2 separate regions of the Sus scrofa genome follow, and region 1 is linked to region 2. A link is a contact called in public Hi-C data. All regions are on one chromosome and are shown on one strand. The core of a region is the stretch at or near the end of the contact, and the rest is flanking DNA. Distances in the headings are between cores, read along the strand shown. Region 1 holds the start of IFN-DELTA-6 (interferon-delta-6). Region 2 holds the start of IFN-ALPHA-1 (interferon-alpha-1).

The links. Hi-C and Micro-C count contacts between places; a contact is called where the count stands out from the background.
Region 1: a contact with region 2 is called in a Hi-C map of alveolar macrophages, with 2.4 times the contacts expected there. The contact joins the promoter of IFN-DELTA-6 here to the promoter of IFN-ALPHA-1 in region 2. A contact is called at or near these places in 11 of 47 Hi-C or Micro-C datasets (alveolar macrophages, blood, fibroblasts and 6 more) and 2 of 2 datasets of contacts at active chromatin or transcription factors (alveolar macrophages and skeletal muscle).

The regions. Positions count from the first base shown.
Region 1 is chr1:201,342,081-201,344,780 of Sscrofa11.1, reverse strand. It overlaps IFN-DELTA-6 (interferon-delta-6), which reads left to right and starts at 1,439. Exons shown (of 1, transcript NM_001166312.1): 1 at 1,439-1,993. The coding sequence starts at 1,439. The coding sequence ends at 1,993.
Region 2 is chr1:201,289,327-201,292,026 of Sscrofa11.1, reverse strand. IFN-ALPHA-1 (interferon-alpha-1) reads left to right here and starts at 1,344. Exons shown (of 1, transcript NM_001166311.1): 1 at 1,344-1,889. The coding sequence starts at 1,344. The coding sequence ends at 1,889. It also overlaps the pseudogene LOC110255449.

The DNA.
Region 1 (2,700 bases), core at 190-2,689, 53 kb before region 2:
ACACGTAAAAAAATTAATCTTGAAAAAAATTAATTTAACACTTCCATTAAAACCTATAAGGTAAAAATGAAATTATATTAAATGATTGCTTTTGCTTTAAAATAAGCAAGGTTTTGGAGTTCCTTTGTGGGGTAGTAGCTTAAAGATCTTGGCGTTGTCACTGGGTTGCATCATAGCTATGGCTGAGGTTCCATTCCTGGCCCTGGCCTGGAAAATTCCCTTTGCCATGAGCTTGGCCAAAAAAAAAAAAAAAAAAAAGTTCACATAAAGTTTGATATAGTGCTGTGTTTCAATCATATATATTTTAATATTTAATTTTTTATATTTTAAAATAGTTCAATAAATTATTAAAATATAAAAATAATTTAAAAGTAATTTAAATTAAACGGATATCAATTAAAATAAATTTAATTTAAAAATATAAAAGGTAAAATGCTTCAAGTTTTTAAACATTCCTTCTTTCCAATTCTTCAATAATTTAACTCTGTAGCCTTGAATGACACCAGGAAAGTCACAGAGACTCTTGGGGCACAGCTTTCCCGTCCTCTGGCATGAGGAGGACACGCGCCAAATCACCACCTGGGCGTCCCTAACACCTCCCAGTCCTCCCGCGGCCGCCCTGTCCCCCCTTTCTCCCTCTCTCTCTCTGTCTCTCTCTCTCTCTTTTGTTTTTTTGTTTTGTTTTGTTTTGTTTTGTTTTTTAAGCTTTTTAGGGCCGCATTAGCGGCATATGGAGATTCCCAGGCTAGGGGTCGAATCAGAGCTACAGCTGCCGGCCAATACCACCCACAACCAGCGCCACGTCAACCCAGGATCCGAGCCGCGTCTGCAACCTACACCACAGCTCACGGCCACCTCGGATCTTTAACCCACTAAGTAAGGCCAGGGGACGAACCTGCAAACTCCTGGTTCCTAGTCAGATTCATTTCCGTTGTGCCACAATGGGAACTCCACATCCCCCTTTCTCTGCGCTGCCCCTGCATCGCTCCTAAAAAGCCCCAATCTGTAAAACTGGCTACAACTGGCTCTCAATCAGAAACAGATTCTTCCGTTAAAAAATGACCTCGCTAAAGTTTCTGTACGAAAATACCGCAGAAAACTCAGGCGAAAGCTCGGAAAATGCAAGGTTCCCAGATCCCTACCAGACAATAATATCGCTGGTGAAGCCGGGACTAGCCTCGCTCTTCAGCAGTCAGGGACTCGGGAGGTTTTTCGTGCACTATTAAAGCAGCACCAACTTGCTCCGTGCAGACGATCAGCTCTTTCTCTCGCGCTGCCAGCCCCGCGGAAACTACAGCCTCTGAAAGTCAGTGTTTCCAAAACACCGCCTAGAGAAGCACTCTGCCCTGGGTTCGGGGAAGGAACGTTCTCGCTTACAGTTTAGCGGTGCCCGCGCGCGCCCCCTGGCGGCCCTCTCCTGAATCGACTGAAATTCTCAATGGCCCACATCCATTTGCTCCTGGCAAGAGTGATACTCTCCTCCACTGCTGCTGGCACTCTTGGCCAATTCTCTGGGATCCATAGGCTAAAGAATAGAGAAATCTTCATGCTTTTAAGACAGATGAAAAGGATCTCCTCTCAGGCATGCCTAAAGGACAGAACTGACTTCCAATTTCCTTGGAAAGGAGGCAAAACCACCAGAACACAGACATCTCAAGGCACCTGTTACCACCCTCTGATGCTCCAGCAAATCATCAACCTCTTCAACACAGAGACCAGCCGTGCTGCTTGGAACGACACCCTCCTCGATCAACTGCTCTCTCGCCTTGATCACGGCCTGGAACGACTAGAGCAGATGGAAGATAACAATCTGGCTTGTGCCTATTTGGGAAGTGTTGTCTGGAAATATTTCCAAAGAATCCATCGCTATCTCAAAAAGGAGGAATGTAGTTCCTGTGCCTGGGAGGTTGTAAGAGTAGAAACTGAAGCGTGCCTTTCCCTTATGCAACAATCGTCAACGAAGAGTCAAGAGAGAAAAAAGGCACACTTGTGACACATCTTAATCAGTAACATTATTGTTTGATTTGACCCCCAAAGCAATCTCACCTCACATTTCCACACATGCTGAAAAATATTTGAAATGAAAATCATGAAGTATCAAAAATATGTTTAGAGAGACTATGATTATTTCACTGAATAAATGTTTTATAGAGTAATTTCTTAAATTTGATGAAGTTATTGGGGGCCATTTGCTGTTCCTACGTGGGAAGTTTATTTTTAATGGAAAGGTTTTCAGGATAGTCTGTTGTTGCAGACATTGGTCAGTTGACTTAATGCTAGCTGCTGCAACAAGTGAACAGCAAACTGTCAGCAATCTGATCCTAAGAGAAATTTAACTTTCCTTTGTATCAGAGCACCACACAGGCACTCCTGATCAGATGAATCTTCTTATTTTTTTCTCCTCTAAACAGTGATTCAGTTTCCTAAGTACTGGCTCTTTTGTGGCTTTGGTATATTCAACACGTGACTTCAAATTCTCTGTACTAGTTCAGGTTATTTTTCTAGTCAACAATAAATGGAATAAATATGGTTATAGCATGGATGTTTTCAAAGGTCAGGTCAGTACAGGGCAATGTCATTTCTGCTCACATTAGTTGGCCTGAACTGATGCTCTTAGGAATCCAATCCAGAGAAGTTTGGAAATGATTCTGTGACTAATGTTAGTTGAGAAAAGTTCACTGAATGAAATCACCTTTCATT
Region 2 (2,700 bases), core at 95-2,594:
CTTGTCCCTCTTTGGGAAGTGTTGTCCGGAAGTATTTCCAAAGAATCCATCACTATCTCAAAAAGAAGGAATATAGTTCCTGTGCCTGGGAGGTTGTCAGAGTAGAAATTGTAGTGTGTCTTTCCCTCATATAACCATCCTCAAAGAAGAGTCAAATAGAGAAAAAAGTCCCGCTTGTGACACATCTTAATCAGTAACATTATTGTTTGATTTGACCCCCAAAGCAATCTCACCTCACATTTCCACACATGCTGAAAAATATTTGAAATGGAAATCATGAAGTATCAAAAATATGTTTAGAGAGACTATGATTATTTCATTGAATAAATGTTTTTATAGAGTAATTTCTTAAATTTGATGAAGTTATTGGGGGCCATTTGCTGTTCCTATGTGGGAAGTTTATTTTTAATGGAAAGGTTTTTAGGATAGTCTGTTGTTGCACACTTTGGTCAGTTGACTTAATACCAGCTGCTGCAACAAGTAAATAGCAATCTGATCCTAAGAGAAATTTGTTTCCTTTGTGTTAGAATACAGTGCAGGCACTCCTGATCAGATGAATCATCTAATTGGCTCTGCTCCAAACATGATTCAATGACATGGGAACCTGCTATTATGTGGCTTTGGCATATTCTATGTATGACTTCAAATTTTCTGTAGTTCCTTTAGGTTTTTTCTAGCCAACAGGATAGGGAGTAAGTATGGGAATAGCATGGGATGGTTTCAAAGGACAGGTCAGTGCAGGGCAATATCTATACGTTGGTATTATTATAAATCTATCTACAAAAATATTACCTGAGTATGTAATTTAATAGATTTTTATTTATGTAAGTCTCTATATTATACTAAAAGTCACTCTGCCAACTTAGGTTGCAAGACTTAGTTATAAAGGTAAATTAAATTCAATAGCTTTTACATTTCATTTATAGCTGAAAACTTTTTGTCATTCACAACTGTGAACTGAATATAAAGAGTAAGCTTTGTACTTTCTTTTTCTAAGGATAGAGATATCCATGGATTACACAAATAGATGCACAGTATATCTGTGATGACAAAATTTTATGGGGCACAATCAGGGGAAAAAAATCTAAAAAGGCTCTGTAGAGAGAGGAAGGGAAGGCAATAATGAAAAAGAAATGGCTGAGAAATGTTGCCCTAACCCATTTGGAGAGTGCAAGGTGAAAAGCAGAAACAAAAGTGGAAAGTAAGAGGGAACATTCAGAAAATGGAAATGAATGTGTTCCTATTTAAGACACAGGCCTGAGGGAAGGTCTTCAGACATCCTAGAGAGCAGGGTCACAGAGTCACCCACCTCAGCCAGGACAGCAGCATCTGCAAGGTCCCCAATGGCCCCAACCTCAGCCTTCCTCACAGCCCTGGTGCTACTCAGCTGCAATGCCATCTACTCTCTGGGCTGTGACCTGCCTCAGACCCACAGCCTGGCTCACACCAGGGCCCTGAGGCTCCTGGCACAAATGAGGAGAATCTCCCCCTTCTCCTGCCTGGACCACAGAAGGGACTTTGGATTCCCCCAAGAGGCCTTGGGGGGCAACCAGGTCCAGAAGGCTCAAGCCATGGCTCTGGTGCATGAGATGCTCCAGCAGACCTTCCAGCTCTTCAGCACAGAGGGCTCGGCTGCTGCCTGGGATGAGAGCCTCCTGCACCAGTTCTGCACTGGACTGGATCAGCAGCTCAGGGACCTGGAAGCCTGTGTCATGCAGGAGGCGGGGCTGGAAGGGACCCCCCTGCTGGAGGAGGACTCCATCCTGGCTGTGAGGAAATACTTCCACAGACTCACCCTCTATCTGCAAGAGAAGAGCTACAGCCCCTGTGCCTGGGAGATCGTCAGGGCAGAAGTCATGAGAGCCTTCTCTTCCTCCAGAAACCTGTGAGACAGATTCAGGAAGAAGGAGTGACAGACACCTGGTTCATCATGGAAATGCTTCTCACTGACTAACAAGCCCACACTTCCTCCTGTGCTGCCAGATCATAGCCCCTCATTTCTGTTGTCATCCTGCCATGAATTGACTCAATTTTCAAAGTTTTTTTAGGATTATTAAGCAAAATCCTGTTCTACTCTATACTCACTGGTACCCTATGGATGGCCCTGACTGCTCTATTTATTTATCTATTTTAATATTTATTTATCTGTAAGATTTAAATTATTTTTTGTGCATTTAATATTATGTGTACTTTATAAACCACCTTCGTATTTGGTCTGTTATCTTTGTTTATTACAATTTTACTGTAGGAAACATCTTGTTTTTGTTTATTTTTTAAAAAAAGAAATACAAACCCTGAATGTGCAACCTGATTATATAATCCTTCATGCAATTCATTTCCCCATCATTATGACATTCAAGTTAGAAGAGAATACAAACTTCCTCAAAGACAGCTTGTATGATAGCCCCAGGATAGAGAGATGAACATAAGAAATCCAATTCTGCTTTCTAGCATCTTTGACTTGAGTAGGGAAAGTAACCTGAAAACAATAATCAGTTAATTGAAAATTAAATACCATTTATGTTTATAACCAATACTAACTAATGTTAGAATTTAACATCAGGTTGGTTTAATGCTATGAGGAAAAGAAGGGAGAAAAATGAAATTCTGTCAGCAGAAGGTGAACCAAGCCATGTAAGGCTTTAAAAGCAAAAGTAGAAGTTATTCTCTACATTGACTGGTAGGCATGTAACTGCCAAT